Regions from separate parts of the Mus musculus genome. Here regions 1, 3, 4, 5, 6 and 7 are each linked to region 2. A link is a contact called in public HiChIP or PLAC-seq and promoter capture Hi-C data. All regions are on one chromosome and are shown on one strand. Each heading gives the region's core, a stretch centred on a gene start, on an enhancer-like site or on the middle of the called end of the contact. The rest is flanking DNA. Distances are from core to core; before and after follow the strand shown.

What was found. Promoter capture Hi-C pulls out the DNA fragments that hold promoters and counts their contacts. HiChIP or PLAC-seq counts read pairs in DNA pulled down with a chosen protein or histone mark.
Region 1: a contact with region 2 is called in a promoter capture Hi-C map of pre-B cells, with 5 times the contacts expected there. The contact joins the promoter of Zfp384 here to the promoter of Phc1 in region 2. A contact is called at or near these places in 2 of 39 promoter capture datasets (liver and pre-B cells).
Region 3: a promoter capture Hi-C map of pre-B cells shows a contact between it and region 2, with 2.3 times the contacts expected there. The contact joins the promoter of Adipor2 here to the promoter of Phc1 in region 2. A contact is called at or near these places in 1 of 39 promoter capture datasets (pre-B cells) and 1 of 9 other capture datasets (intestinal organoids).
Region 4: an H3K27ac HiChIP or PLAC-seq map of embryonic stem cells shows a contact between it and region 2, with 9 times the contacts expected there. The contact joins the promoter of Mlf2 here to the promoter of Phc1 in region 2. A contact is called at or near these places in 3 of 39 promoter capture datasets (cranial neural crest, pre-B cells and stem cell-derived epiblast-like cells), 1 of 484 Hi-C or Micro-C datasets (embryonic stem cells) and 1 of 115 datasets of contacts at active chromatin or transcription factors (embryonic stem cells).
Region 5: a contact with region 2 is called in a promoter capture Hi-C map of liver, with 3 times the contacts expected there. The contact joins the promoter of Ing4 here to the promoter of Phc1 in region 2. A contact is called at or near these places in 2 of 39 promoter capture datasets (liver and stem cell-derived epiblast-like cells).
Region 6: a contact with region 2 is called in a promoter capture Hi-C map of embryonic stem cells, with 4 times the contacts expected there. The contact joins the promoter of Mrpl51 here to the promoter of Phc1 in region 2. A contact is called at or near these places in 2 of 39 promoter capture datasets (embryonic stem cells and pre-B cells).
Region 7: a promoter capture Hi-C map of stem cell-derived epiblast-like cells shows a contact between it and region 2, with 4 times the contacts expected there. The contact joins the promoter of Vamp1 here to the promoter of Phc1 in region 2. A contact is called at or near these places in 2 of 39 promoter capture datasets (pre-B cells and stem cell-derived epiblast-like cells) and 1 of 115 datasets of contacts at active chromatin or transcription factors (astrocytes).

What each region holds. Positions count from the first base shown.
Region 1 is chr6:125,007,846-125,010,545 of GRCm38.p6, reverse strand. It overlaps Zfp384 (zinc finger protein 384), which reads right to left and starts at 1,308. Exons shown (of 12, transcript NM_001372420.1): 1 at 1,047-1,308; 2 at 106-165. It overlaps 4930557K07Rik (RIKEN cDNA 4930557K07 gene), which reads left to right. Exons shown (of 4, transcript NR_130997.1): 4 at 152-370.
Region 2 is chr6:122,338,407-122,341,106 of GRCm38.p6, reverse strand. Phc1 (polyhomeotic 1) reads left to right here and starts at 1,450. Exons shown (of 16, transcript NM_001355215.1): 1 at 1,450-1,509; 2 at 2,627-2,635. The coding sequence starts at 2,632.
Region 3 is chr6:119,387,370-119,390,069 of GRCm38.p6, reverse strand. Adipor2 (adiponectin receptor 2) reads left to right here and starts at 1,336. Exons shown (of 8, transcript NM_001355692.1): 1 at 1,336-1,588.
Region 4 is chr6:124,930,047-124,932,873 of GRCm38.p6, reverse strand. Mlf2 (myeloid leukemia factor 2) reads right to left here and starts at 1,486. Exons shown (of 9, transcript NM_001170341.1): 1 at 1,288-1,486; 2 at 698-775; 3 at 337-463; 4 at 62-97. The coding sequence starts at 747.
Region 5 is chr6:125,038,400-125,041,099 of GRCm38.p6, reverse strand. Ing4 (inhibitor of growth family, member 4) reads right to left here and starts at 1,252. Exons shown (of 8, transcript NM_133345.2): 1 at 1,203-1,252. The coding sequence starts at 1,239. All of the region lies in intron 1 of 4930557K07Rik (RIKEN cDNA 4930557K07 gene), which reads left to right.
Region 6 is chr6:125,190,772-125,193,525 of GRCm38.p6, reverse strand. It overlaps Mrpl51 (mitochondrial ribosomal protein L51), which reads right to left and starts at 1,326. Exons shown (of 3, transcript NM_025595.3): 1 at 1,093-1,326; 2 at 900-1,010; 3 at 1-303. The coding sequence starts at 1,171. The coding sequence ends at 107. Ncapd2 (non-SMC condensin I complex, subunit D2) reads left to right here and starts at 1,940. Exons shown (of 32, transcript NM_146171.1): 1 at 1,940-2,028.
Region 7 is chr6:125,214,263-125,216,962 of GRCm38.p6, reverse strand. It overlaps Vamp1 (vesicle-associated membrane protein 1), which reads right to left and starts at 1,382. Exons shown (of 5, transcript NM_009496.3): 1 at 1,236-1,382. The coding sequence starts at 1,237.

The sequences.
Region 1 (2,700 bases), core at 59-2,558, 2.7 Mb before region 2:
TGGTTACTTCAATAATTCTATCACACTGTAAAGGAAAAAAAAAAAAGAAAAACCATTTGAGATGACCCCATCTCTCCCCAAATCATTAAACCAAGATTGTCTTACCCTCTCTCTCTCTTCCTCCTGTCGTCTTATTCCTTCTCCTTTCCAGGGCTCCTGAACTTTCTGGAAACAAAATTGTCTAGGTTACAGAGGCCAGTATGTAAAGGCCACCAGAGAACTGTGGAGAGCCTCACAAGTTGACTGTCAGCAATTTGGAAAGCGGACAGCTTCCCCAACCAACAATCCAAGGATGGAAGGGCTAGAGTCACAGGCGTTGAGTGACACCCACTAAGTGTACATAAGGGAAATAAAGCCAGTTCCCCAAAACTAAGATGAATTCTATTAGCAGCATTTGGGTTCCACTCCTGGGCTCAGACACTTAATTCTTCGTTCCCCCCAGGGCTACAGGGAACCAGGAGTCAGAGGTGAAGGAAGGTCCCTGCTCCTGGGAAGTGGCTTTAGAAAGCAAAGCTGAGGGTAGGGGGGATGCCCTAGCCCTGTGTCAGGCACAGTGCCAAGTTCGGGCCCAGCCACTTCCTCTAGCCTCGCCCCCCCAACCCCCCAACACACACACTTCAGCTAGGACTTCGCCCCCTTCCTACCCAAGGCCTTGTGCCAAGAAGTACTTCCTTCAACCTTCAGTGGTCTATATACTGGAGGCTCCCAGCTGTCCCCCTAAAACCTTCGCTCCCCCGAGACACCGAACCCGGTCCTTCCTCCCGATGTCAAGTCCCACTCCTTCCTCAAAGACCGGTCTCTGGGACGTCCCTCCTTCACCCCTCCAGGGAGCTGAACTCTGCCACCCACTAGACAGGCACCCGCCCCCTAAACCCCCCCCATTCCTCCTCAGCGCCCGCTCCTCCACCGCCGCCACTTCCGGTTCCGGGACAGTCGCACTCACAGTCCCATCGTGGACCCCCCCCTCCCCACTCGCCCGAGGTAAAGGGGGGGGGGGAGGAGCGAGGGGCAGCGGCGCGCACCGACTGCAGCGGCGCGACACTCACCAGGCGGCGGCGGCGGCGGCGACGCCAGCGCCAGAGCCAGCGCGCGGGAGGGGCGGCGGTCACCGGGGAAGGAAGGAGCCGAGGGAGCGGGAGGACCCGCGGGGCGCGGGCTCGGAACCGCGAGGCGGGGCTCGCCGGCATGCACCGCAGGCGCCAGACGGACCCCGACGCTCGGCCGGGCGGCGCGCGAGACACCCGCAGGGCGGGGGCGCGAGGCGAGGTGTGGGGGGGCCCCCGCCCTCCTGGACACTCACCCGGAAGTGGTGCTGCGGCTCGTGCTCCCGGGAACCCCGAGTCCTCCACGCCCACTCCCCCCCCACCCCCCCCAACAGCTTCAATGTGCAGTCGTTTCTCGGAGAAGGCGGGAGAGCCGGAAACGAAAACGGGGGGGGGGAGGAAAGTAGCGGGGGGAGGGCGGCAGCAGGAAAGGAAAGGGGGGGGAAACAGGTCAGAGTCCGAGTCACTTCCGAGAGCCGCTCGAGCACATCCGGTGCTGTTAGGGCTCGGACATCTTGAGGGCAGAAGTTACGACACGTAAGGGCGGAAGTAGCTCCTTACCCGGGGACCGGTGGAGCGCTCGGTGGATGTGACGCCCAAACCGGACGTGAAGGCAGCGTGTGTTAAAGGGCTGAAGCTGAGCATCAGGAGAGCGTTCCCGGGCTTCCGGAAGAGACCTCTGGGGAAGTGGGAGGATGGAAGCTAGACGGGTTCATGAATTATGCATCAAGACACTAAAGACAGTTTAGATCGCCCCTCTTTTTCTAGATTTGCTTTACTTTTATGTGCGTTTATCTGTGCCTATGCATGCCGTGTGTGTACAGGAGTTACCGCTACCTGCTTCCAGCTTCACTGTGTGCGATCTGGGAACCGAACCTCCGGTCCTCTGGAGGAGCGGCCAGCTGAGCCAACTCTTCACCATGCGGAATCCTTTTTGATTTATTTTTCGAGACAGGGTTTCTCTGTATAGCCCTGGCTGGCCTGGAACTCACTTTGTAGACCAGGCTGGCCTCGAACTCAAAAATCCCCCTGCCTCTGCCTGGGGTTAAAGGCGTGCGCCACCACGCCCGGCAAAGATTTATTTATTTTTTTATTTATTTGAGTACACTGAAGCTGTCTTCAGACACACTAGGAGAGGGCATTGGATCCCATTACAGATGGTTGTGAGCCATGATCGCTGGGAATTGAACTCAGGACCTCTGGCAGAGCAGTCGATGCTCTTAACCACTGAGCCATCTCTCCAGTCCGACCATGCGGAATCTTAAAAAGACGGGAGTCACAGCTCATTTCTTAATGGACTAGGTTGTTGTAGGACGTTACCCTTTTTTCTTGGATCTTCCCGAATGTCTTTTTGCTGAGCTAGAGTGGGGGAAACTAATTTCTTTGAATATTCAAGAAAGGTAAGAAGGCCCATAGTTGTTTGAGGTTTCGGGATCGGTGCTATCAAAGTTCAATCGGTCTTCCTCTGACCACTCCGTTACTCTTTTCACTTTGGTCTTTTCTTTTTGCCAACACCCACATCTCTTATCTTCTTACCGGGTTTTAATTCTAAGTACAACATTCAGCGTACCTGCTGTTGTTTACAGCTCACCTGGTGTTGTTGCCCAGCTCCATAAGGGCAAGGACTTTGAATTGCTCCCGATGGTATCACCAGATC
Region 2 (2,700 bases), core at 201-2,700:
GGAGATCTGGCTATACCAATTAAGAGAGGGAGTTGAAACAAACACAAATGCATCAATTTATAATGAGAATGCCTCTCCCCCCCCCCCCCCCCTTAAATACAAATTAATTACACCTGGGTTTTCAATCTAGAGTGGGCTCAAGAAAACAACTAATTATGGCTGAGGTTAGCAAAAGATACAAATCCCAGCTATTATCACAAGGTAACACCCTACGGCAGGTAAAAGGTTAAGGAGAGCAGCTGTCTTTGCTAACAATGCTCTGGTTTAAAAAAAAAAAAAGCTTCCAAGAGTGGCCAGCACACAGTAGGTGTTCTAAGAGCTCTGAGAGACTGAGAATAATTAAATCCTGTTAAATTTGTGTTGCAAATAAAACGGGCCTCCCCCACCATATGCTCAGCCTTCCCAAAGGCAGCACCATTGTTCATCTCTTTACACCCCGCCTTTTCCATTGTTTTGGGCGTTGTGATTCTTTCACGTGTGCGTGTGACTTAAAGAGATTCCGAAGCACACAATCAACCCTGACGTCACAGACTTAAGTATTATTCAAAGCAAGTTGCTTCAGGTTCCTGCTTTTTAATGAACTGCTGCTTCTAACGGGTTCAGTTTCTGTGCGGCGTTGTTTCCCGCCTTCTTGGAGTTGGGGCGAGGGATTAAACACTCAGCATTCTCTCGCCGTTCCCTCTATCTCAAAGTTTTTCTTTTCTCCTCTTCCCTTCCCTTTGCTCTATTTCCTTTCACAGGCCGTCGTTTCTCAAGGGTCTTTGCTCCGCTTCCTCCCTCTGTGCCTGCTGGTCCCTTTGATCCTTTCTTTCGAGCCCCTATTCCCAGAAGCTGCAGAAAATACCTTCTTTTTTTCCCCCCCTTTCACGTCACTTCCCTCCCCTCTCCCCATCTCCCTCTCTTCTCCGAGGTGAGTCCCCCTCTAGAGGCCAGCGCTTTCTTAGACGTCTGCTTTCAGACGGCGAGCGGAATTCGAAGAGAGAGAAGGGGGGAAGAAAGGAGGAGAAAGAGAGCCAGAGCCAGGGGGAGAAAAGAAAAAGAAAAACAAACAAAAAAAACCCCACTCGGGCCTAGAGCGCGGAGGCCGGGGAGCAGCGTCGCCATGGCAACGGGCGCCGACAGGAAGCGAGGGACGCGCGCGAGGGCGGGCGCGGGGAGGGGGCGGGCCGGAGGAGGGGTCGGCTGCCCCGGAAGCACCTCCCCGCAGCCCCCTCCCCGCCGGCCCGCGGCCCCCCGGCCTCGGCCCCCCACCCTCGCGGCGGGGCAGGAAGTGACAGGCCCGCGCGAGCCCCCGGCCTGGCGGAGCCGCGGCGCGGCCAGCACCCGGACGGCGGGAGGGGCGGGGAGCGGCGGCCGCGCCGGGCACCTCCCACCGCGCCTGGGCCCCCGCCCCTCCAGGAAGGGGAGGAGGCGGCGCGCCGCCGCCGAGGCCGAGCGACCCCCCCCCCCTCCCCCGCCCCTGAGGTGGACGCCCCCCGCGAGGACTCGGGTGCGGAGCCGGGCGCGAAGGTAACCGGGCGGCCGCGGGCCGGGGAGGGGCCGCATCCCGGGGTCTCGGCGGCGCGGGGATGTTTCCTCAGCCACCTCGGCGTGTGCAACGCCCAGGTACCTCCCCCAGCCGCGCTCCTGCCTCCCGCTCTGCTGCGCTTTGCGGTGCTTGGGTGCTGCGCGTCCCGGTCTTCGTGCTTTGCGCTCGCTGTGCTCGGTGCTGTCTGTCCGTCACCTCGTTGCCTCTGACCGCTTCTCATTCATTTCTCCCTTCCCCGACTTTGGTCCTTCCATCCGAGCATGCTGTCTGGTTATCTCCCTGCTTCTCGCGCTCCGCCGGGCTCCCCGATCTCCCAGTTCCTCGACTTCTGTGCCTCCCCTGCTTGGCTCCCTACTATTAGAATATACATTTCCCTGCTTACCAAGTCCGCTCGCTTCGGGCACAGCACTGTATCCACCCCTTTCTCCTGGTGTGTTTGATTTCTCTTTGGAAATGCATTTTTTTTTTTTTAATCACGCTTCTGTGAAGAACAAGAACCCCTGGGAGTCTTTCCGAGGCGCCCCTCAACCCTTGCTTCTCACTCCATTCTTACTGCAACAGAGTTTTATACTCAAGGGTATTGACTTCTTCCAACACCTGACCCAATAGGCCCAGTAGTATGTCTACCTCAATATTAATTTCTAGTTCCTTCCCATCGGTGTGCGTCTTCCCCAGTTGAGTCCTTAAACACACCCACACCCAAAAGGTGGGAACGTTTAGGGTGGCCTTTGACTCTTAGTTTTAATTTTTGATTGAGTTTGCCACCTAAACGGTGTGCTCTCTTCACTTTCTATACTGAATCTGGAACTCACAACATTCATTGAAAAATGAGGATTTTAAGATAGATTTGTGTGCCTGCGAGGTTTTTGATGGCAGTTTCCCTGGTGAAAAGACTTTAAAATTGGCCCTCTCTGTTTCATTATCTGGGGGAAATGAGGGGGTCATCGAATTGATGAACGTGTTTTATATAAGGCTCTATTGCAAGTAACAGGGTCTTACGTCTCTGAGTGCAGTGAGATAACTCCAGTAATCTGTACAACTGTGCCATGCTGCCTCTAATCCTTACCCACTTTTTTTCCTTCACATGCTGATATTGAGGATTCATGGGTCTGTATCTGTTTAGTGCTTTGATATTTTGGCAAAAGATGTGGGGAGAAAGGTAGACTGAAGTT
Region 3 (2,700 bases), core at 87-2,586, 3.0 Mb after region 2:
TGGCTGACCTGGAACTCATCTTGTGGCCCACGTTGGCCATGAACTCACTGCAGCCGTCCTATACCAGTTCCCACGTGCTAGGAATTAAGGTGTGAGCCCCCATACCTGGTAAGATAATGGTCTATCTTAAGTCTGTCTTCCTTAGGGGATACCTTATATTCAGCCTGAAAAAAAAACTTCTCTTTTTGCCCTATTTATTATGGATCCTTCCCCCCGCACCCCCCCCCCCCTTAAGTTATTGATGGAATCGAGGCTTTTGGAGTGGCTATAGCTTTACCACTGAGCTATATTTCCAGCCTTGGGCCACATTTATAATTCCCAAATGCCTGCATTTGTTTTCTGATGGGAAAGGTACAATTGTCTTTCTCAGTCTTAGTAGCCAAGTCTTTGTCTTTCTCTCTCTCTCCCTTTCTTTCTTTCGTTTCTTTTTTTCTGAGACATGGTTTTACACTCTGTATAGCCAAGGCTGGCCTGGCTCGCGATGTACACCAGGCTGATCTGGTACATGCAAGATCCTCTTGTTTTAACCTCTCTAGTGCTTTTCCTCGTTGAAGAGTTTTCCATGTCTGCTTCCCTCCAATCGCTCAACATCACATTTTAGCTTCTTGGCTATGAGACCGATTGTGGTCTAAAGGCAAGAACAATAAGCTTCCTCCAAGGTCTAAACTAAAGCTTCCGAATTTACTTTGACGTGTATTAAGTTTTGAACTAAAGAGTGTGACAGATACAATCCTCTTACAACTGAACACGAAGAAACCATTTTTTTTTCCTCTGCACACCAGCTCCTATAGTTCCTTGTTCTGGTTCAATAGGAAAGCTCACTCGTAGCAAATCATTCCCTCTGGGTAAACAGACACAATGCTTAAGTCGTTTGCAATCGACCATTGAAAATAATTTTGAATATCTTCTAGAAGTGGTAGGGCATAAATCAATCATACGTTAGTACGGTAATAAAAACAAGCCCTACTGTTTGAGGAAGAGTTGACTAAACGCTTTCGGAATCCTGAAACCTTCATAAGACGACGCCTAGCATTATGTTGGCCGCTGACACAAACACACGCTCCATCCCGAGTCATTAAACCGTGGCGGCCCACTCCCTTCTCAGATCTCTTCAGAAATCGTCGAGGAAGCTGGGTGAGCGTTCCGAGGCACTCTGCCCGCACTGTTTACATTGTGGACCCGGCCGAACTACAACTCCCAAGATGCATCACGCTTCCAAAGCCTCCCGAGGGGAGGCTTCCGGTTTAGGCCAGCGCGGCTGCGCACGGGGTGTGGTCTTACTGGCTCGGCCCGCCTCGTGCGATGCGCGTCACGGCTACGCGCGGGCGCGGAGGCGGGGAGACGCGGCGGCGGCGGCGGCGGCGGTCGCGGCGGCGCGAGCACAGTCCCGACGCGGTACCGCGGTGGCGGCGGCGGCGGTGGCGGCTCCAGCGAGCGGCCCCCTCCCTCCGCGCCCCCCCTCTCCCTCCCCGAGGCGCTGCTTCCCGAGGCGCCCGAGCCGCGCGGTGAGACGGCCGCTAACTCGGGCGAAGGGCTGTGGCTCGAGCGCGGCTTCCCGGGCTCAGCAGATTGCCCGGGTCGGAAGGAGGTGAGGGCTGAGGGACAGGTGTCCCCGGCGCGGGCCGGGAGCGCGCGCCTGGCCGGCTCCGAGCGCGGCCGGAACTCTGACCTGCGGCCGCGCGCCTGGTGCGGGGCCCAAGCAGCGGCCGGGGGGGTGGGGTGGGGGGGGGGGCCGGGGCCGCGCTCCGTGCAGCTGCGGTCGCGGGCGCCCGCTGCCCTGTCCCCGCCGCGGGGCAGAGTCCGAAGCCCCTCGCTCCGTCTCTAGTCGATTTCGGAGCCGGTACCCCCGCGATGGCCGGAGACTGAAATCCTCCCGCCCCGACTTCTAGTTGGTGTCTTCTGCCACTTCTAGGGATTTCTCTGGCAGGCTTGCTTCGGATGGCTTGTGCTCAGCGCGACTTTTCCAACCACTGGGATGGGAAGGTTGCCCTCACCTTTCCTTAGGTGGCGCGTCAGGCTGTCACTGCGGGATAGTTCTTGGGCCCAGTTCTGAGCCCCTTTGGGTTTTTATTTGCCAGTGGTTAGCTTGTTAGAGAATTGCTGGAAACGGCTATAAAATAAGTTTTGATGAGTCCGAGGGAGCGCTAGACCAGACAGCTAATGAGTCTCTTCTTTTGTTTTTTTTGACCTTGATTTAAACATTTGTTTCTGGAGTTTGAAAACTTCACGAGAGCGTTGAGCAATGAATTTTTGATAAATGACATGACCACCTGGGATTTGGTAGGTACAATGCTTCATTGGTGGTTTTAGTATTTTAGTGGAAATGATCTTTTAGTTGCATTTATGTTTTACTCTGGTTGTCTCATTTAAAGAAAAAAAAACTTTAAAAAAATTAAAATTATCCAGTTTATTATGGTGTGTTTCTGTGTGACTCCTGTGTTCATGGCACACGTGTGGAGGTTAGAGAACAACTTGGTAAAAGTTGATCATCGTCTACGTTTATGTGGTTCCGGGTATCGAACTCAGGCGGCAAGGTCTTGAAAATTTGCCTGGCAAGCATACTCTTTAGCCATCTCACTTGATGGCCTGTAATTCTTGTGTTGCTGTGTTCATTGTGTTTCCCCAAAGCAGAATGCTTACCCCTGCTCCCCAAGGAGCAAGGTAAAAATACTGCAGTCTTTTAGGATTTTAAAATTTATT
Region 4 (2,827 bases), core at 237-2,736, 2.6 Mb before region 2:
CGCGCGCACGTGAGTGTATGCACTTGTGCAAGAGATACAGGAAGAGAAGACAGGGACTCACCATTCCCAACATCCCGAAGGGAGAGACAGCCCCAGCCTACAAGACGAGAAACTGAAGTTAGAACTACACCCTACCAACTGTATGTACCAAAGGAGGTCAGTGCCTCCGTTCCCCCCTTCCTTCTTTCCACAGGAGTCACACAGCCCCTTTCCCAGACTCCTGACCCCACTCGTCTGCCTCCCACGCAGGTCATGTCCCTTTAAAGCTGGTTGTAGGGCAAGAACTGCAGCATACTTAACTAATCACCCCAGGTCTCGATATGTTCCAACTGTTACCTGCATCCTGCGGCTGGCAGGCCTGGTTGCTGGCATGTTACCATCTGTGATGCTCAGGAAGGGGCTATATCCAAAGCCGCCTGACAACATGCGGCTCATGTGCTGACGGTGAATTGCGAAGGGGTCCCTGCGGAGTGAGCATACACTATAGAAGGCAGATTAACCCCCAGCCTTCTTCACCTCCCCGAAATGAAGTCAGGGTACACAGTGGCACGGATGCCGGCTTCCCTCTGAGAGCGGCAGCTGAGTATCCAGCTAATTCTAACTGGTTCCAGCCAAGGGAACCAACTCAAAGGTCTGCCTGAACTGCTCAGACCTGAATCCGAATGGGCTGAGGGCGCGAGGGGGAGGGAATTCTCACATCAGGAACATGGGATCCTCAGGCTCCACGTCCCTCATGAAGCGGAACATCGTGATCTCAGCTCCAGGGGGCTCCACACTGTGAAGATACGGAGGCTGTGTTTCCTGCAGGCGGCCAGGCTTATGCACACCAGCTCAGTGTTGCTACTCTTAAGGCTGCCTCTTGCATACACTATCACTGACCCCTCCAAACTCCAGGGAAGATCCTTCGCCAGGTGAGCCATATAACCTATGAGACCTGAGAGCCAGCAGCTCTCCAAGCCGGTCATGGAATTTTTCCCAAGCCTCTTAGTGGTGCCCCTCCACCCCCGCCCGCCATCCTCTCTTCCCCGAGCCACGGTCAGCTCCTCCTCCGACGCCAGACTCGATGAGAATCTCGAACGGCGGCCCGCCACCCCATTAATGACCCCCAACTACTCCGCCTTCTGCTGGCACTGGGCGCTACCAGGCCTCCCCGGGCAGGCCTCACTGCCCACCGATCCGGGCCGCCACTGCCCCAGCCCGTGCCTCCCGCCGGGCGAGCCGGAGAGGAAGGTCCACTCCCGGGATCGCATCCCTGCAGCCGTGCGGGCCGCGGCGCCCTGGCCTCACCGGTCCCCGACTCCGGCTCAGCGGCCCATCCGGCCGGCCTCTCCTCGGGGCGCTGCAGGAGCAGGGTCGCGGCCCGGGACGCAAGGATTGGTCCGCGCGGCAGCTTCTCGCCTCCCGCACCGCCTCCTGCCTTCGCCTGCCACCTCCGTACCCCCGCCCTCGGCCCGAGAAGCCGATCTTCGGTCAGGCCCGAACGGAAGTGACGTCACGACGGACGGCCCCGGGGGCGGGCTGCGGGAGCTCCGCCCACCTGCTTGGGAGGGAGGGCGGCGCGCGCGCCGTGGAGCCCCGGAGGGCGGGTCCTCTGGGGCGGGTGGGAGGTGTCATTAAGCTGGCTCGGGGATCTGGGGACAGGAAGAGGCTCCTGCAAAGGTGGGGGGGGGCGGAGCGGAATCGGGAGGGACCGGCTGAGCGCAACGTGGGGGCAGGGTGTGCCGCACCTTTTTTGCGGGGGGGGGGGGGGAGAGGCGGGCTGTCTGGGGGCGATCGGTGGGGCGGATCCCTGCGGGGACCTTTAAACACACTGCAGGAGGGGCGCTTAACCAGGGGAGCGCGTGGGCCTGTCCCTCTGGAGAGACGCTCGGGCGGGCGGTGTCCTCCGAGTGACGCAGAGAAGGAGGTGACAATTTAGCTCAGGTCTAGTTAAGCCTTGGAAAAGGCCAACCAGGGAAGGGAATCCAGGTTGGGAGTTTGGCCGCCAGAGGGCGATCCTGGGCCGGGCTGGATCCTTAGCTCCTTAGGACTCGGTGTTGGCTTAGGCTTCTGGACCACTCCAGGACCTGTCTGTGAAGGGTTGGCCTGGGCAAAGGCGTTAGTTCTGAAGTCTGTTTGCTTTTTGTTGTCGTTTTTTGGTTTTGGTTTTAGTGCTCAGGACCCAACTCAGGACCTTGGGCATACCAAGCACATGCCCTACCACTAAGCTATAGTCCAGTTCCTTTAGGTCGTAGGTCTTTAAAACTTTCTTTGTTCTGAGCAGGTAGATAGGTCAAGGGACTAAAGTTTAGAAGAATAAAGGGGTGGAGAGCTAAATTAAGCAGAATCACCCAGGGGTGGAGCTAAAAAGTAAGCCCAAGAGGGCTGACTCCAAAGCCAGAGACTGGTATTTTGACATACTAATTGTCTTGCACAAAATCTGGCTGAGCTGGAGAGAAGAGCCCTCCCCTTTGGGTCAGAGGATTTGAACTGTATTGGGTAGACTTTGACCCACAGAGATCCAAACTCAAAACTGTCCCAAGTTCTTTACTCTGGCTGTCAGCCACATTGGTACCGTGTGGAACCTGATCTGAAGAGAAAGGTTTATTCTAACCAACTCCCTGAGGGAAAAGGGTCAGTGGTTACTCAGGAAAAGATTGGGAGCAGAGACTCTCAGCTTCTTTCGATTTGATCATTGCTAGTGGGAAAAAAATAGTGCTAAGAGAAGAAACAGTGATATAGTTAACGTAAGCTGACAGATTGGCAAAGTGAAGCCAAAAAAAAAAAAAAAAAGGAGAAAATGTGTTTTTCATTGATATTTGATATATAAGACCTTCTTTAAATGCCT
Region 5 (2,700 bases), core at 3-2,502, 2.7 Mb before region 2:
GACTGGCCTTGAACTCAGAAATCCGCCTGCCTCTGCCTCCCGAGTGCTGGAATTAAAGGCGTGAACCACTACATCTTATCCTTTAAATGCTGCTTTCTTGAGCTCAGTGTCTTTTTTACTGTCTGAAGTTTTTTCCTGAATAATCTCACTGTCAGATTGAATGCCTATTTCTAAGGCAAAGACTAATGTATTGTTATTACTCCAGAATCTCCTACACTGCTGATTAGATAGTTTATTTTCCAAGCAGAATTCACCTTGGATTTTCCTTCTCTCTCAATCGCAAAGTCATTCAATCAATCTTGCCATGTTCAATATCTTTTTTTGTTTGTTTGTTTTTGAGACAGGGCTTCTCTGTGTAGCTCTGGCTGTCCTGGAACAAACTGTAGACCTGGCTGGCCACGAACTTAGAAATCCGCCCGCCTCTGCCTCCCAAGTGCTGGGATTAAAGGTGTGCCATGTTTAATATCTAAAACTTTCTGTCATTCTCTAAGACCAGGTCTGCACTTCTGATTTGGACTGCTACCATTATTTGATCAGTTACTTTCTTTTATTAAAATCAATGCTCTATTTTAAGATGCCCAGGTTAAGAGTTGCCTAAAAGTCTAATATATCCCCAGCCGATTTCTCACTTCCCAGTCTCTATACACACATACACACACACACGACGGGGGAGGGGGAAGACCAGGGAGGCGAGGAGACAGACAGACAGACATATTCCTCATTTTTTGAGAACTGGATTTTGCTCATAAAGTAAAGCATTTCAGCGATCAACTCAGTGGTCGCTCTATTCCACCCAGCAAGCTTAATGAGGAGCAACTTTTGAGATATAAATGACTAAAGGAATTAGGTCGAATATCTGCAGCTGCTCCAAATGGCAGTGCGTAAGTAACGACGCTGCACAACTTAGGGGGGAAAAAAAATCTACCCTCAAGAACTGAGTCAGCAACTACTTTCCTGCTACCCCTAACCCTTTAAAGCCCAGCCCTGATCCCACGGAGCAGCCCTTCCCTCGTCCAGATCTTGAGCGAGGCCTCTAAGCCCACTGCCCCGCCCCCTCCCTCTTCCCCCTCGAATAAATCTTCCCACGGAACCCTTTTCCTGTGATCTTCAGGCTACCAGAACCTCGGGGCCATGAAGTCTGTCAACCTGGACCCTCTACACCACTCTATGGCCCATGACCCCCTTCTCCAGTTGGCTCTTACTGTCCAGATAATGTTCCAAATACATCCCAGCAGCCATCTTGAAGCAAAACAAAGCAACTTCCGATCTTCCCCGGAAGTGACTGATACACGACAGGCGCTGTAACCATTCTTGGATTACACCTTTTCCGTACCTGAACTTCCGCCCTTACTAAACTATCTGCCTCGGATACATCCGCCGGAAACTGAACTTTTTTTTTTTTTTTTTTGCGCCTATTCACGGTCATCTACAGCGAGGCTGATTTAGCCTGGCTTCCGCCCTTAATAAGGCGGCAATATGTGTCTGCGACAGGCATGACGTCACGCGAAGTCGCCATTTTGCATTCTCTAGCAAACTTTTTTCCCTCCAAAACTAGGAATGTTTGGTAAATGGGGGAATCTATTATGTGTAGTTATATTTTGCAAATAATCGCTTTCAACAAGTAGGGAATCGAGCTGTTTTGCTTTTCTAATTATGAATCTGGCCACCAACGTCCCAGCTTAAGTAGAATAGTCTCGGAGGCAGATGCTTTCTTCAGAAGTTGTCAGGCTTTGCAAATTTAACCCTTTGCATCTCTCATCACTTACAAGTTTCTTTGTGTAGCCCTCGCTGTTCTCGAACTCCAAGAGACCTTCCTCTGCCTCACTAATGCTGGGATTAAAGGCGTGCGATATGGAGATCCATGTTTGTGTTTTGTAATGGACTTATGTACTGAAAAGACTGGGTCATCAAAGTATATGCTAGATAGCAGCCTTCACCCTAGTCAAAACCTGTCAGGTTGCTGCTCTTAGGGAAAGAGAACTCAAACCTCTTAGTATTGGTGGTAGATTCTAGCAGATAGGTGTCGCCTCAAGTTGATATACCCTTCACAGTAGTTAGACCCCATACTTGTAAGATAAAATTTGAGCTCTTTTATACCCAATAAGCCCAAGTTTCCTGCTGAGCAGTTGCTAAAGCAGGACAGCAGGATGTGGACTCCATTCTAATCTAAGAGCATGCTGTCGGATAACTGACTCGGCCGGCTTTTTCCTATACAATGAGAATAACAGACATTATCATTGCGCAAAAGTGGAAATGGATGTTCACCCACAAAGGAGGAGCTGATTGCAATCCTTGTGATGAGAACAGGTTTGTCAAACTCTCCATAGTTGGTGAGTGGAAAGTGCACCAGGCAGCTAACCAACAATACTGAGGTACTACTGTCCTGGATGCCCAGTCCCAAATTAAATGAGACTTCTTTATCCACATCACCAAGTAGTGACAGCTGGCTAGGTCTCAGATAGGAGAACATTTGCCAATCTTTTCAGTACTGTATGAAGGATTTAATCTTCATGAAGCAGTCTTGGGAAATTAGCCGAATCCTTTCATGGTAGACTGTGAGAAGTTTCTTAAGTTTCTTGTTCTGCTCTGTCCAGCACAATGGTCTTCCATTTTAGGTGAACATGATAACCATTATTATCATGGGAAGCTCACTGCATTTGGCATTTTCTTCCATCTTAAACCCAGTAGCTGGTTATAGTT
Region 6 (2,754 bases), core at 77-2,576, 2.9 Mb before region 2:
TCAGATTCCAAAGGAGCCCCATTTTTTTATTACATCGAGCACACAAAGCTCTCTCCTTGCTGGGATAAGTCCTGTTCCCCTTCTCCAGGGTGACACATTTCCCGTCCTATCTGTACTTCCCATGTCGGTTAAAGTGTTTGTAGAGATAGCTGATCCGTTTGTTAAGGTTATGCAGGTCCTCAATGAACATCCTGTTTCCCACAAATTTCTTCTTTCGGACACAACGCTGCAATTCATTTCCTCTCCAGCCTCGAAGCCATACTGGGCCCTTGATCAGTTCTTTTGGGTGCTTCTCGAAATTCCCTGTAACGTGACAGAATATATACTAGTTTCAAGAGAAGAGAAGTCAGCCTAGCCCAACTAGGCCTTCAACACAGTTTCATCTCCCTGATCAGAACTACTGACAGACAAGGCACACACCAGTCTAGTACAAGGGACAGAGTCTTTGTAACACTTGCTCTTCCAAAGGATTCCCCAGCACTCTCAACTGAAGGTTCACGACTGCCTGAAAGGGAAGTTCTAGGAAGTCACCCTGAACCTGCAGGCATTGCTTGAGCAGTACACGGTACACATTCAGAAAACACAAAAATCTTATTTAAAAAAGAAGAAAGAAAGAAAGGAGTAAAGACTTTGCAGCCAGAAATGTCTGGGTTCAAATACTGACACTCCCATTTACTCGCTTTGGCCCTCAGACCTGCCCACTACTGTGTTAGTGAGACTGAGTCCCGCACTCCTCACTATTCTCCGCATCTCAGACTGGTCTTGCCTGGCTTCATCTCCCGTGTAACAGGTTTGTGCCCCCAGGCTTGCCCCGGGCACATTACTATTCTCTCCACAAATAAAACCGAAAGAGTCAAGAGAGCATACTAATCCTTCAGAAACCAGGAATCGCGTCCTACCCAGGATTCCAATGTTGTCGTAGACGCCAAACAGAGCCCTCTTCTCGTTCCAGCGATCAACCACTTTGGGAGGTGGAAGAGTGAGCCTTACGAAGGCCAACCGTGGGACGCCTAGGGAAGGACAGAAGCATGAATCAGCACTGCCCAGTGACAAGCCGTTAGCCGGCCGTCCTACTACACTTAAGCCACTTACCCAGAGAGAAGCTTCGGCATGCCGAGGGCACCCAGCCCCACAGTCTCCTACTTGCCGCCCAAGGGACACTCCCTGCCATTACTCTAGCCTGTCCGCCTCAGTAGGGGCAGCAAACCAGCCGGAAAAATGGGGAGCGGGTGTGAATTCCAAAGCCAAGACACAGATTACAGTCCCAGGCGGGACTCACACGGTAGTGACAGTAAGAGGAGCCATTTTGGGCCTTACCCAGGTAGCTTAGGGAGTCATCCCAAGGTGGCTCGCACAGCCACAAGCCCCGCCCTCCAAGTTCCGGCCTGTGAGGCGCGTCCAGTCAAATACTTCCGGTTTAGCCCCTGGAAGAATGGAACCGCTGCGGTGTTTGTTGTCGCAGGAAAGGACGCCCCCAAACCGAAATTCCGTTAAAATAAGCTCTCTCCTGTCCCTTGCGCGTCCTCAACTGTGAGGGAAGTGGAGGACGGGAGCCTGGCGCTACGGCAAGCTGAGTTTTGCTGGGGCAGTATATTCCCGGAGTGTACAGGGCCGGGCGCCACATGGTTAAAAGCTGGACTGCTTTAGGCGGCCCGCGGAGAGACAACGGGTGACCATGCTTAGCCGACTACGGTAGAGATGCCGGGAAAGCGCAGACTCGGGGCCACGCCCCTCGCCCGCTTGCCCCGCCCCCGGGGCTGTGATTGGTTGGCTTCTCCAGCCTCTGTCGCGATTGGCCTCCTGGCAGCCGTTGAGGTTTGAACAGGGAATTGCGGGCTCCGCGAGCGCGACGCCTGGCGCTGAGGCGGGTCTCCGTCTCAGCCTGCCGCGGATTGGCCGGTTCCTCCGCTAGCTTGAAAACCATCTCGTTGTTTGGCGCGTATCCTGCCCTATTGTTTTCTTCCTTCCTTTTCAGCAGGGGGCTCTCCGGTTGAAGAAGCGGCGGGTGAGGGGTGTCGCGGGGTCCAGGTGAGATGTGGCAGTGCGAAAGGTTGGGAAGGGAAAGGTTGAGAAAAAGCAGGTCCAGGACGTGACGCAGCCTTTGCCGGAGTGCGGTCGGGAGCGACGGTCTGGTAGGGATGCCCTTGAGATCCAGTATGGCTGTGTGTCTGACAGATCAGAATCTGAATGTGTGGTGTGGGCAAAATCGCATAGCCTTACTACCCAATGTGTAAATTTGGTTGTTTCGTTCTGCACCCCATGAGACTGAAATCAGGCACAGGATAAGTAGAAGTTAATGTCCTTCCATTCCATTGATTGGGCTGGAACCCCAATGCTCAGTAAAATATTTCTTAAGGATTTTTTTCACTTTAAAATGGAAGCAATAAGTCTGTATGTATACACTGATTGTCACTTAATAGTTCATTAGTATTGTCTTGTGTTGTTGTGTTGTTGTTGTTGTTGTTGTTGTTGTTGTTGAGATGTACTCCTTGCAGCCTCACTGCAGTCCTGGCTGACATCAAACTCAGCAGTCCTCCTGCCTCAGCCTTCTAATGTTGCCTTTATACACATGTTCCACCACCCCTGGCTATTGACTAGTTTTTATCCCTTGATTCTTTTGATCCCCAGAGCAACACCATTTTACAGAGACCATGAGACTCAATGACTTAGTGTCAGAATAATAAGAATTATGCTCACTTGATCTATTTGTGTTGATTTTTAAAAAACTAATAGTGATATATTATTTTAAAATAT
Region 7 (2,700 bases), core at 133-2,632, 2.9 Mb before region 2:
CCCCTCCCCTAAACATCTAGATCTATGGGCTTGTAAAAACTGCACAGAATGTTAATGCAGAGAACGGATAAAATGGCTGTGAAGCTTTGGAGAACTCACTTTATTTACTATTTGTGGCAGGTAGAAACACTCCACCCTAACCTATTCAGGGAGTTATAACCCTTATGTAATACAAAATCCTGCCCCCCTTTTGCCAATAGAGGCAACACAAGCAGAGTGTAGTGGTGCACACCTTTAATCCCAGCACTTGGAAGCCAGGGGCAGGTGGATCTCTGAGTTCAAGGCCAGCCTTGTCTATAGAGGGAATTCTGAGACAGCCAGGGGTACACAGAGAAACCCTATATGGAAAAGCCAAACAAAGAAGGGGGATAGAGAGAGCGAGGAAGAGGGAGAGAGAGAGGAAGAGGGAGAGAGAGAGGAAGAGGGAACAAACACAAATAAATCTAGCACCAGGCAAGAGATTCAGATAATAAATGAAAAGAAAGAAAATTCTTCATTGTGTGTATGTGATCCTAAAGGGAAGTTCTTAATTTATCTGGCCACAGAAGGGGATGATGCCAAAAAGAGCTAAAGGCTAAACTATGTGTTTTGGATAAAATGAAGAATTCACTGTTCTCCCTATTTCTCCTCCAATATTTATTTGGCTAGGACTTGATCACTGGAAATCGCCTTAGCATAAACAGCTGCATTAAGATTTCATACCACTGTCCCCTGAGACTTTCTGAGCTACTCGCAAGGCGCCACAGAACTAGCAAGTTAAGTTTCTGCAGCTTTGCTCACAGCCATGAGGCAGGTACATCACACTCTGGGTGAGGGGCATGCATAACGCAGAGACTGCGGGCACTCCAAGTCAAGAATGGACAGGAACACCTATAAGTCTTCCCAGAGGCTTTAAGAGTCTGTCAAACAAGAAAGGGTCTCCGAGTTTCCTGTCTGAATCTATACCTCCCCCACTTTTTCCCCTTTGGGGTTCCACGATACAAAGACAAGAGGGGAGGGTGCGGTGTACGTGGGACCCCCGCGCCCTCGCCCTGCCATGGAGTGCCAGCTGCAGTTGGTGCGGGATGGAGCGCTGCCCGCAGTCCGGGGTGGCCCGGTCTGGGGGCGGCGCGAGCTGGTGGTTCCCGGCGTCGCCGCAGCTGCTGCAATGCGCCATTTCCCGTCCCGCAGAGTCGGACACTGCGGGGGAGAGTCGGTAAAGAGGTGTCGAGGACCCTAGAGCAGAGTCAACTCACATTTTTCTGAAAGAGGAAGTGGAGGTCCGTCCCCTCTCTGGAGAATGCAACGAGACGGGCAGGGAGACACTGCGGCTGAAGCAGACGGAACTGTCGAGCGCCGCCTCACACGAAACACCCGGAACTCTAACTGCGGTGGAACTTACTGCAGGTGCAGGGCCGGCTCTCGGCTTTATTAGACATGACCACGCCTCTCGGATGATGTCAAAACCTCCAGGTCCAATCCTCGTGAGAAATGGCCTGCTAGTCCCGCCCCCACAACTACAGCAATTACCATTGTCCTCTTATTTCTATTTCTTCACTGACCAATACAAAAGTGGCTTGCTTAAAGTCCAGCTCAAACTCTGTCTCCGCCGCTGAGTTAGACCTTTTATGGTGCCTACCAGCCAATCGCTGAGCTGGAGACTGCTGTCATTCTTACCGCTCCCGCCCACAGCACCTGGCAGAAGGAAACCCAAGTGACTTAGACGCTGGAATCCAACTGGCTGCGAGGTTCAGCAGTGAATGCATATTCATGAAGTCCTTGGCCACAGGACCACCCCGTCACCATCCCTGCCTGAGACCATAAAACCCACATTCTTCATTCTTCTCTTCCCTATCACGAACTTCATCCCTAAACCTGTTAACACAGCGACTTAGTTAACCCAGCCCAGAAACCTGAACTAAAGTAGACTTCCCTATTTTATGTTTATGCTTTGTTTTGTTTTTTGAGACCTCTCTCTATAGATAGATAGATAGATAGATAGATAGATAGATAGATAGATAGATAGATATAGATATATACATATATACAGATATATAGATACACACACACATATATATGTGTGTATATATATATATATACACACATATATGTATATATATATACACACACATTATGCGTATGTATGTGTGTGTGTGTATATATATATATATATATATATATATATATATATATATACACACACACACACATATGTATATATATATTATGGTACAAGTTTCTGCCTGCATCTATGCATGCTTGGGTGCCCTTGGAGGCCAGAGGAGGGTTATTCCCTAGATGGTTTTGAGTATATGTGAGTGCTGGGAACCAAACCCTCTGCAAAAGCAATATGCTCCCTCCACCACTGAGCCATCTCTCTCCAGCCCCAGCCCTTTCCTCTTTACTCCTCCTCCAAAATCTAAGTAGAATCAATTTTTCCTTCTCAATACTTAAAGACGTTTCTTCTCTCTTCCAGTAGAATCCCTTTCCTAGACATCAGTTGTAAAATTCAACATTATTTTATGCTTCACAGCTTTAAAGGAATCTATAGCTGTGGTTGCGTTTTCCTAGCCTTAGAATTCTTATTTTACATTTAGTGGAAGCTTAGGTTTTGGATGCAGTGTAAATGTTTATATCTTAGGCATCCATGCAAAAGGAAAGAGAACATAGTAACATTAATAGGACAGTTACAACTTGACGTTCAGAGACTCTTTTCCCAGC